Linked DNA regions of Sus scrofa: region 1 is linked to region 2. Evidence: chromatin contacts called from public HiChIP or PLAC-seq data. All regions are on one chromosome and are shown on one strand. Each heading gives the region's core, a stretch centred on a gene start, on an enhancer-like site or on the middle of the called end of the contact. The rest is flanking DNA. Distances are from core to core; before and after follow the strand shown.

Region 1 (5,682 bases), core at 962-3,461, 420 kb after region 2:
TAGTTACTTATTGAATTAGAGGTGGTCATGGGGGAGAAAATGAGGAAAACTTAGCCAAAGTCAATGGTTTTGTGGTTGGATTTTTCTGGATTTATACTAATGAAAAAAAATGTGCTTCTGTCCAGAAGATCAATTCCAAAACAAATAAAAACACTGTCACACTAGCCTTAAAAAAATGCCCTCACTTTCAGTAGGGACCTTGAAGGAGGAGGGTCCTTGGAGAATTATCTAGGAGTGGATGACAAACCATTTTGTTTGCTAAACATTCTTGACCTTATGTCCTCTGTAAAAATAGTTTCTTTCAGTGCAGCTGAGAAAGCTGTGATTTTTGCTGTCCCATCTGTCTGGGCTGGACACCTTCACCATGGTGAAGATGAGTGTGACTTATCAAACAGAAAGGTGGCAAGTTGAGCCATCTCCTATTCTAATGACTCCAATACATTATCTCCTCCTGCCTCCATTTAGAATCTTCAACCAAGAAGCACATTGTGTGATTCAAGCTCAAAGTGTTTGAGTGTGTCTGAGACCCAGAGTATAAAACATTTCTCTGTTCCTGTCTTCGACCCCCTTTTCCTACCCCTGACTTACTTGGTTCCACACTGCCAGGGAGCCCTGCAGTATCACACTGAACATTTTGATGTAATCCCACCACTGTTGCTGCAGCTATCTAAGCCAGAGGATTTATTAGTTGTGAACGTTCATTTTTGTTTTTCCTGGTCCAGTGCCAGTAAATAAGTCACCCAAACCGTGGCTGAGTGTCATTTGATAGGAAAAGGCTGGGATCACAAGGAAGCCTTCTGTCTTTCAACCAAAAAAAAAAAAAAAAAGAAAAAGAAAAAAGAAAATTGCTGAGGTAAGCAGTGTCAAGCCCAGCTGCATCAACATGATGGTGGTAAGACAAATGTGAGCTTTCACTGCTGGGTATGGGGCTAGAGGACGACCAGCCTATAAACCCTCTGCAAGCCCAGGAACAGCTGAATTCATGCAAGGAGCAAAGTAGCAAGGGACAGCTTTTTCCACTGCTAGCTCTGAGAAGGAAAATTCTTGGGCCTTCTCCATCTTTCAGCACATAAACAGCTCATCTGATAGAACATACACACACACACACACACACACACACACACACACACTGTTGTTTCGGTACCATTGGAAGAATATGATGAAATGATCCCCTCTGTGAGTTGATGACCTAGGAGCAGGGAGGTCAGAAGTGGGACATGGGTTTGTGAGAGGCCATTAGGAGACCCAGGATGGAAGAAGCAGAGAAGGAGGTTGGAACTTGGGAGGGGACCCCCGCCCCCCTCTCTCTCTGTCTCCCCACCAAGCGCTAGCTCCCTGTGACTGTTGCCTGGGCGATGGCTGGGGGATTATTAGGAATGCTTGGAGCCAGTATCCTTCTTTTGGACCCATGGATGGAGCAGAAGGGGGTGGATGGCTTTTCTCTTTCTGTTTCTTCCTTTCATATTCAGCAGATTAGAGCTGAGGGTTGCTGTGGTGACAACACGGCGGAGGGCTCCGGCACACCTGCACCACAAATGGGAGCCCGCCAACGTGGACTTGAGCTCTCCCGGGGCAGCTTTTTTGCTGTGGGAAACACAACAACAAAAACAACAACAACAGAAAGAGGAAAGGGAGGGAGAGGGAGCTGGAGGAGGGGGAGAGAAAAAGGAAGGGAGGGGAGGACGAAAACACATCAGGAGTTCAGGCCATGGCAGTGTTGCTTTTTAAGAAAAGAAGAAAGGAAGGCACAAGGCTCAGAGATGGCTCCCCAAGGCTCAGAGCCCCTGCCCAAATAGCCCTGTGGGGCTGCTGAGGGATGGCAGGAAGTAGGGAGACATATACCCACATTCTAGAACCACCAGATGCCTCCAGCATGGGGGAACAAAATCCTCAAAACAGGAGAACATGAAAGCTACAACTCTTACCTAAGAGGAGCAGCCTAGAGGGCCTTTGATGACCCAGAACTGAAATAGACTGGCCATTTCTGCCTACTGACTTTCTACTGGAAAGGAGAGCATTAGAATGTGGAAAAAATAACAATATGTGCTTTTTGGCTAAGCTGAGAGAGAGAAGTGAGGAAGGGGGGTGGGGAGACTGATAGGCTCTGAAGTTGAGTTTAGTCTTTTGGAATGTTCTGGCAGGGCTCCAGTTACTGCTAATGAAGAAGTCAGCTCCACACAGTGTCCTGGCCTCACCTCTCCAACACCCTGGGCTCTGCCTTTGGTCTGCCCCTTCCTCATCTGCCTCCTCTTCTTCCTGTCTGGGATGGCCTCCTGCATCATTTTCTCTGTTTCCATTAACAAAACATCACAGCGCATTAGCCTGTCCAAAGCACTCTACAATGACAATATTTACAGAAGGTTAAATAAAATATGTATAGAGTGATTGATAGTGAATACGCAAGAGACCTTTTGAACTTAGAGCATGCTGGGCTTGTTTGTTTTTTAAGCTCCATTTTCCAGGCTGCTTCAGCTATTTTAATATCTCTCAAACAATCCACTTACAGGAAAAGATGATTAGAGGGAAACATTCTTTTCAATTTTTTTTTTTTTCTCTCTTCCAAGCAATGTGATTAGCAGGCAGTGTGCCTTATGTCTTCCACTTTCAGTCTGGCTAAAATCAAGAGCTTTTCTTGGGGAAACTGTGTCATAACAGATGGAGATGAGAAAATGGACTGTTCCTTCAGCACATACACAAAGGACACTGTACTGTTGTCCTTGAATTCTTTACATATCTTCGTGTTGAGTTCAGTTGGAGGAATGTAGTAAGATGCTCTAATCTTGAGTTTAGCTTCTTTTCTTAGAAATATGTGCTCATCTCTTCCTTTAATATAAAATATTTTTCACAAGAAATACAGCTATATATTAGATCAGGGCTTGGCAAAACTTCTTTGTAAAGGGCTGAATATTTTAAGCTTGGTAGTCCATATGAACTCTGTAGCAATAACTTAATTCTGTTATGGACAACATGTAAATGAATGGCATGGATCTATTTCAATAAAACTTTATTTGCAAAAATAGATGGCATGCCCACTTGGTCTGCATGCCATAGTTTGCCAACCCCTACACTAGATGTATCCTCTTCTAGATGTAACCTACTGAGAAGGTTAGAATTCTCCACAAATATCTCTGAAAAATTCCCTATTTCAATACCATTCTTTTCAGTTCCTAATCTACTGATAGTCTGTAACCAAGACAAATAAGCAACAAACTAGTTCAGCTAAATAAAGTATCTAACCTACTCAATTTCCTGATTCCGTTTTTAAAAGTCAAATGGGAATACAATGTAAAAGGATTGTACCTAGTTGAATTTCTACAGTATATGATTGTCTAGTCTTATAATGCCTGATCCTTTAGCATATAAGTGGCCAAGTAGATTACAAAGAGTAGAATTTGCCCTTCTCAGTGGTCGTGGATTTCAAAATCCTACTTGGTGCCCTCTTTTCTATAGAGTCTTGTCTCAAAATGCCTTTTATCACAGAGAGGCAAGCAGTGCATTTAAACATATTTTGTCCACAGGGAACCCTGTGTAAAAGTGTTGGCCAGAACTCCCTGCCAGTTCTCTTTTGAAGGGGAGGATGGTTCTCCAAAGGCTCAAGTATCTTGTAGTGCAACTCATGCTAGACAAGTCAGCAGGTAAGGCGTAACCTGTGCAATTCTACCTTTCTTCTGAAAATTATTTCTTTGCTAAGTATAGATTTTCATGATTACTCTCTGAAATATATTCTTTATTTGTAGGAGTTATACATGAAATGTATGCTATAATTTACACACAGACAGCAAAAGGGATTGCGGATATATGTTGACCTCATTCCAGTGTATGAATTCCAATGTGAATTATAATGTTGAGGACCCATATGTGGTCTTATTCCAGACTAAAGAGCCCATTCTTTGGGAATTACATTGATACCTCATTATGGAGTTTTGAAAATTTGCCTTACTAGAAACTTGGAGAAAGGTTACTTTTGCCCATGGGGATGGAATTTGTCCAGAGAAATTTCTCTACTGTCTATCACTGGGCAATAAATAAGGATTGGGAAAGCTGAATCCCAAGGAGAGTAGTCATGTTCCAGGGCATTCCAACAAGACTTGGGGGTAAGAAGCAATAGGAAAAGATTGGAAGAATGGATTTGAATTTCTTGAGGAGCATGCCAGAAATACCTGGGGTAAGAAACTTGAGGAAACGCTAAGGCTATTTGGTTTAGCCAGTTGGGATTCACATGATTGTGATTCCTCCCAACCTGGTAAATCCAGGGATATGGAGTTATATTACTTATGCTCCTTCATTAAGATGCACCACCCTATATGTATTCCCTTGTTGCTGCACAAGGACCCAGGACTACTTCATCTGGGACATCCATGTAGACAAATTAGCCAACCAGTCAATAAGATGTTTGAAGATGAGGATTATATGGGAAAAGGGATGAGCTTCCCTTTTCTGGAAAATAATAAATGCACAAAAAATGTTCCTAATGGATGCTTCCTCTCCCTCCTACTGACAGCTTTTAAAGAAATGGAAAGATACAAAAGATAAATCTAACACTTCCAGTCAATCAATATTAAATATAAGGTTGAGAAAAGTTAGCTGGAATATTATGTATAAAAATCACAAACAACATTATGCTTCATTTTTGATGTGGGATCAGTACAAAATAAAATAAGGGGATTAAGATTAGACCTAGATGATTCCTACAGTTTTATGTTAAAATGATGAGGAATTTTGAAGTAGGATTCATTCCAAGAAGCCACTTCCCAGGTGAAATTATAATGGTGCAGACTTTGGATGGAAACATTTGGTATCGTTGACAAAGTCATATGTCAGTAAGATCTTATGGAAATATCATGGGCCTTCCAGAAACTTGACGTCCCCTTTTAATAAGTAAAACTGATTTGGGAAGTGACAATCATGGTGCAATATTAGTGATTTTCTGGGAGAATTTTCAATTGTGTGTGGAATAGGGAAGATTGTATCTAAAAGTTATCACTTCTGAAATGGATGTTAAGAGAAAATACAGCATTATAGTGTCAGTGTTTCTTTCTTTCTGTGTGTTCTGCCAAGCTAACTTTAGGGCAGATACTTGGTAAATCATTGTCTAATTGGAGGGATCGCTTTGGTCAAGCACACACTGGTTACAATCTCCAGATCCTCTTCCATACAGTTCTGTCGCACAGTGGACTGAACTGCTACTGAGGGTCAAGATTCTAACTGCTTCTAACTGCTTTTCCTATCTGTCATAAAAAAGAAAGAAAAGTTTCTTTTGGACAAAGCAGAACAAATAACAAATAATATACCAAAAGAAAAAGCACTCCTTTACCAGTCATAATACCAAATAGTCAAACCAGTGGCAAGGGACTCATTTCATAAATAAGAAGTGGGTTTTGGTAACTCAAGTTGGATTCTTCAGTTTTTAAAGGCTACAACTGAACTTGGAGTAATGTCTAGTGGAGAATGTTTGGCTGGGGAAAAGCAAAAAGGGAAAGGCAAAGAACATCACACTTACTGTTTACCAGCTGCATGCCAGGCACATTAAATAACATCTCTAATGCCTATAATAACCCTATAAAATAGGTGAGATTGCTCCATTTACAGACATAGACATCAAGGCTCAAAGAGCTTACAAAATTTGCCCAAACCTAGAGTTAGCAAACAAGGATTCAAGGAAAATTTGTGAATTGGAAATCT
Region 2 (5,619 bases), core at 2,252-4,751:
CCTCTAGTGTACTTTTCATTTGTTATTGTATTCTTCATCTCTATTTGGTTCTTTTTTGGTTCTATCTATTGTGTTCATTTGTTCTTCACTGAGTTCACTGAGCATCTTTATGACTGTTATGTTAAACTCTTTATCAAGCAGATTTCTTATTTCCATTTCATTTAGTTCCTATTCTGAGGTTTTTGTCTTGTTCTGTTGTTTGAAACATATTTCTTTGTCTCCCTTTTTGTTTTCTTTTTTTTCTTTGTGGTTTTTTTTTTCTATGTATTAGATAAATTGGCTTTGTTTCCCTTTCTTGAAGGAGTGGGCTTGTGAGGAAAGTTTCCTGTGAGGTTTAGAAGAGCTATCCTTCCTGGCAGTTACCAGAGCCAAGTGATCCACTGTGTCTCCTCCATGGGCTGCATGTGCCCTTCTACTGGGATGATGCTTATAGTTGTTGTGGATGCCCTAGTCAGTGAATCTGACCCCAGTGCAGCTGGCTGTTGGGCCCATCCTAACAGTTTTGGCTTCATTGGCAGGAGAGGTAGGACCTTCAAGGCTAAAGCTTGCTTTGGGGTGCCTCTGGTCCTAACTGAAGCCACCTGGGCAGGAACCACTTTGTGGGAGTTCTGGTTCCAGTGAAGTTTACCTTCTGGGTGTGGTGGGACAGAACTGCTTTGAAGGGGTGCTGGCTGGGTGGACCAGTGGGTTGAGGTTTGTCCTCAGAGGAATGCTGATGGGGGCAGGGGGGGGTCAATGAATGGCATTAGCAAGGTAGATGTTGAATATCAGAAATGGTATCTGCCAACCCTGGGCCATCTAGGCAGTGGGAGAATTAAACAAATAAAATAGAACCCATCAATGCTTCAGTTTCTGGAGAAAGTTACAACAGATCCTTGCCCTGTCAGTACTCATCCTAAATCTAGTCAATGGATCTCCTTCACATATGGCTCCTTCACACATGGAGCTTTGCAATTGCTGCCTTTGTGCCGGAACTTGGAGTGGGTACACATGCTCTTTAAGAGCAGAATCTTGGTTTCCCACAGCCCCCTGGCTCTCCTGGACTAAGTGCCATATGTTTTCAAAGCCAAATGTTATGGTTCAGGGGCTTGTCTTCTTGGTTCAGATACCCAGGGCTGAGGTGCTCAATGTGGGACTCAAACCCCTTGGTCTTTAGGGAGGACTTATGTGTTTGTAATATCTCTTCCCACTTGTGGGTCACTGCACTGGGTTGTGGGTCCTGACTAGACTGTCTCTGCCTCTGCCTATACTGTCTCAGTGTATTTTAAAAAAATATTTTCTGTTTTATATATGTTGTTTGGATAGTCTTCAGGTCATTCTCAGGGAGAGTCATTTTATATGTAATTTTAGTTTTCATGTGTCTGTGAGAGAATTGAGTTTAGGATCTTACTACTTTGCCATCTTGATCCTGCCCCTTGATAATGGTTATTTTCTTAAATATTTGCCAGTTAAATATGTGTGTGTATGTGTGTGTGTGTATATATATATACACACACACATATATATATACATATATATATAATTAATTTTAATCAGCATTATTTTAATCACTAAAACAATGTATATTTTTCTCTTGTATATAGTCTATAAATTTGAGCTTTTGGTGACTTAGTTTAGTTAGCTTTCCCAAAACCCACATTTGGTATGTCAGAGATTTCTTTTGAAAACTCTCAGTCTATGTATGTATGTCCTTATAACAACCTGGGAATTAATTCTCTATTAAAACAGTGAGGTTCTCTGTGGAAATCTGGCCACAACTTGAAAAGGTATTTCCCAAACCTCCCCAATGATGGTAACTCAGGTTCTCCCCCAGGTATACCTACTGCAGGCTTGTGTTCTGCAAGGACTGTGAAAGTCCTGCTTTTGTGGTAGCATTCCTTGGTAAATGTGTGTTAATGTTCCAGAGATGATCTGGGACATACTGCTTTTTGTTTTCAAGTCTACTCATTAACTTAAAACCCACTTGACAAATGACTATTGAACTTAGGATGCTTTAGATAATGTATTTTAGATCATCTTTCCATGTCCTATCTCAAAACTATTCCTACTGAAGACCTCTGTGACTTTTTCTTTTTTTTTTAGCTAAGAAATAAATATTTTATTTTACTTTTTATAATGATTTTTATTTTTCCCATTATAGCTGATTTATAGTTTTCTGTCAATTTTCTACTATACAGCAAGGTGACCCAGTCACAGATACATTTATACATTATTTTTTCTCACATATACCATGCTCCACCACCAGTGACTATATGTAGTTCCCAGTGCTATACAGGAGGATCTCATTGCTTATCCATTCCAAAGGCAATAGTTTGCAACTATTAACTCCAAATTCCCATTCCATCCCACTCCCTCTCCCTCCCCCTTGGCAACCACAAGTCTCTTCTCCATACTCTGTGACTTTCTTTAATATTTAGTTAAAAGGGTGAAAGTGGTAGTTGAAGCCACTTTAAAGCCAGTCCTGGGAACGCCTTGCTTTTCAAATTTCCCTTGCATTTCTGTTTTCTAAGTTATCATTTACTGAGCACCCACTGCCTGCCAGGCACCTTTCACACTTGATCTCATTTCAGCTTCTGTACCATCCAATGGAGTTTGTATAATGATCCATTTTCACAGTAAAAATAACCTCAGAGAGCTTAGTTCACTTCCCCAGAGATATAAAGATTATAAGTGGTAGTTGGTAAATACACAGAAGTTTAAAATTCCTGTGTAATAATTACATAGACACTGTAGGAATTGCCATGCCAAGGGATCTCAAGTAAACTACTGAATGACTAAGGAGGACAACGGGGGGATCTTTTCACTATTAACATGGAGGAAAACTCTTTTACCTGTTCCCAGAAGAATATATTGTTTTAAAATGGTTTTTCAAACTTAATTGCTTCATGTGTAATCATTACAGAGTATCAAACATTTCTTAGGACAATACAAACTCTGGAGAGAACTGCTGAAATTAGCCAGTGACCTCAGGCTATTGTATTTATCCCACAACTTTGGTTGAAAACCTTAAATTTCTATGCACATGTGTCCTGCAAATTTTTTGCTTTGTGGCTTCCTTGCAAGATATTTACCATCTGAGGAGTCCAGTGTGCCCATAGAACAGGGGTTGATTATTTATGGAAATTGGCCATGGAATATGCTAAAGGTGCTTTAAGGACATGTTTTTAGTATCCACTCTTGGAAACCTGTATTTTTCACTTCTCAGGGGCTTTGGATTTTAAAGATCAGGCTTCCTAGCCTCTTCACCCTCTGCAAGCTGAGATAACCTGTTGCTATTTTTGAATATAAATAGACTTTATTAGGCTTTAAAAGAACTACCCAAGGGTTTTCCCCCCTTTTCATTTTAGTTTTTGGATTGTCAACGGAAGTCTTGAGCTTTGAGACTTGGAAGGTGGTGCCTGCAAACAAACATCCTGTGGACAAAATTGTTGGCCCAGCACTTGGTGTTCCAGGGTGATTGACAGGAAGCAGTGTGTGCGGCAAGGAGGGAGGATGGGGACTCTGGGCACTGTGGCTTCCAGTTCCCCTAAACAATAGCCCGGCTCCCAGGGAGCCTCACACACTCCTTTTCCATCTGCCGGTATGGATGTCTGAATGCTTGGTTGTGATGGGAGTTAGGGAGGATGTGGGTTGGGCAGGAGGTGAAAAGAGCCCTGGTACTCAACCCAACAATCACAAACAGAAAACCGAAACCTTTTGATAATGCTTCTGTTTGAGGGGCAGGAACACGTAGACATGCTGAGGTCTGGGATGACAGCTAAACCAAACAAGGATGAAAAAGGAGCCATCGAAGAAATTTTGACTTGTCAAAGCCAACACTGGTTGCTTGGGGGAAACCAGGCTTGAGGAAGGTGGCAGTAAAAAGAGGTCAAGGACGGTTAAAGTAAGTGAAATAAAACTCATAAGGAAAAGAAAACAAACATTAAAGAAATCTATTCTCCACCTCCCTCCCTCCCCCACTCCACCTCTTCCTTCTTGTCTCCCTCCTCCTCTGAACCACCCAAGTGCAAAGTGTCAAGGGTGAGACACAGAGACTCACAACAACATGGCTACTCCCACCTCCTCCTGAGCTAGTCTGGGGAGCTAGTGAGTCATGCTTGGAAGTCTAAAGTGTATTTTTAGGGAAGGGGTTAGATTAATATGAGAAGGTTCCTGTGGCCAAGTGGTCACTAGATCCCTAAAGGCAAGTGCTATTCTGATTGTTCATAGAAAGTAAGGTTTGAAGGGACACCTCTTCCATCAGGGAGAAGAGGGATGACAATTTCAGGAGATGGTGCTCCATTTTGCTGACATGGTGGAATCTCAGAAAAGCCAAGTGACTGAATGTAGAAAAGGGACATGGCTCATATTTTTGCTGCTCAGTCAAAAAAGCAGTAGAGCATTGAAGGCTGGTGATTAAATTCAGGGATTTTTCAAGTTGCACTCAAGTTTCCCATCTCTCAGTGAAGAAGCTTCTTTGTGATACACACACACACACACACACACACATGTATGTATATGTATACATACATGCACACGTATGTCATTTTCTTTGTATTGAACTTCTCCCCTTCACTTTGTAGGAGATGATTTGTCCTTGATTCATATATTCCTACGGTTGCTGAGAAATGACGGGAAATGAAAGGTGGTAGGGTTGGTGGAGGAGGTGGTAGAATAGGCCACCCAGAATCATCCCATGAATCAAAATCCTTAAGGTAATTCACAAACAATTTCATGGACTGTAGTCATGCACATGAACACCCCATCTGGGGCTCCGTGCTCCATCCACTATGTGTGTGGGCCTTGCAATAACTTTTGATTTGGGGAGGCCTTGTGGATAAAGTGCCAGAGGCAGACATTGGAATGGAGATGACATCCCCCCAAGATACTAAATGCCAACATGCTCCTTACCTGCATGCTTTGGGGAGTCACAGAAGTAGGATTCAACCAGGTATTTATATGCAGTGTGAGACTATATGAGGTGTAGGCTTCTTGCCAAATGTCTATTTTTCCATTTCCTTTCCTTCTCCCTCCCTCCTTCCCATTTTTCTTCCTTTCCTTCTCCCTCCCTCCTTCCCATTTTTCTTCCTTTCCTTCTCCCTCCCTCCTTCCCATTTTTCTTCCTTTCCTCCCCCTCCCTCCTTCCCATTTTTCTTCCCTTCCTCCCCCTCCCTCCCTCCTTCCCTCTTTCCTTCCTTCCTGCCTCCCTCCCTTCCTCTCTTCCTTCCTCCCTTTCTTTTTTCCTTCCTTCCTTCCTCTGAAGTGCAACCTTGGAGAAATTTAGAAACCAAATTAGGGAAGCTGTATTGTATTTTATTTGAATTTGAAATGGTTGTGGTGCATCTAGGTTCATAAGAGTTTATATTCTCAATATTTATGTTCAGAGAATAGTTGAAATCCATACTTCAGCATTCAAAATATCATATACCTGGTTATTAATCGTGTTCCCATTTTTATCTTCTCTTACTCCCCTGCCCCAGGCAATGGGTCTTATTGTTCTTAGAGCAAACCTGCTCTCTTCGTTTTTTTATTACATTTTACCAGAGCTGACCAACCCCCACTCACACACACACACCCAGTTCTTCATCTACAAATGGTCTTGGCATTAGGCCTCCAGCTTGCATGATCTCCTGCTTCCCT

Evidence for each region. HiChIP or PLAC-seq counts read pairs in DNA pulled down with a chosen protein or histone mark.
Region 1: a contact with region 2 is called in an H3K27ac HiChIP or PLAC-seq map of skeletal muscle, with 6 times the contacts expected there. The contact joins two enhancer-like sites. A contact is called at or near these places in 1 of 47 Hi-C or Micro-C datasets (heart right ventricle) and 1 of 2 datasets of contacts at active chromatin or transcription factors (skeletal muscle).

What each region holds. Positions count from the first base shown.
Region 1 is chr1:208,899,155-208,904,836 of Sscrofa11.1, forward strand. No RefSeq gene overlaps it. Among named protein-coding and RNA genes, the nearest start is that of MPDZ, 280 kb to the right of the region's middle. Within about 2 kb of position 2,212, at least 34 of the 83 cell types and tissues checked have an H3K27ac peak or open chromatin away from gene starts, as enhancers often do. A contact at or near this core is called in skeletal muscle, where this site is marked.
Region 2 is chr1:208,480,885-208,486,503 of Sscrofa11.1, forward strand. No RefSeq gene overlaps it. Among named protein-coding and RNA genes, the nearest start is that of NFIB, 300 kb to the left of the region's middle. Within about 2 kb of position 3,502, at least 8 of the 83 cell types and tissues checked have an H3K27ac peak or open chromatin away from gene starts, as enhancers often do. A contact at or near this core is called in skeletal muscle, where this site is marked.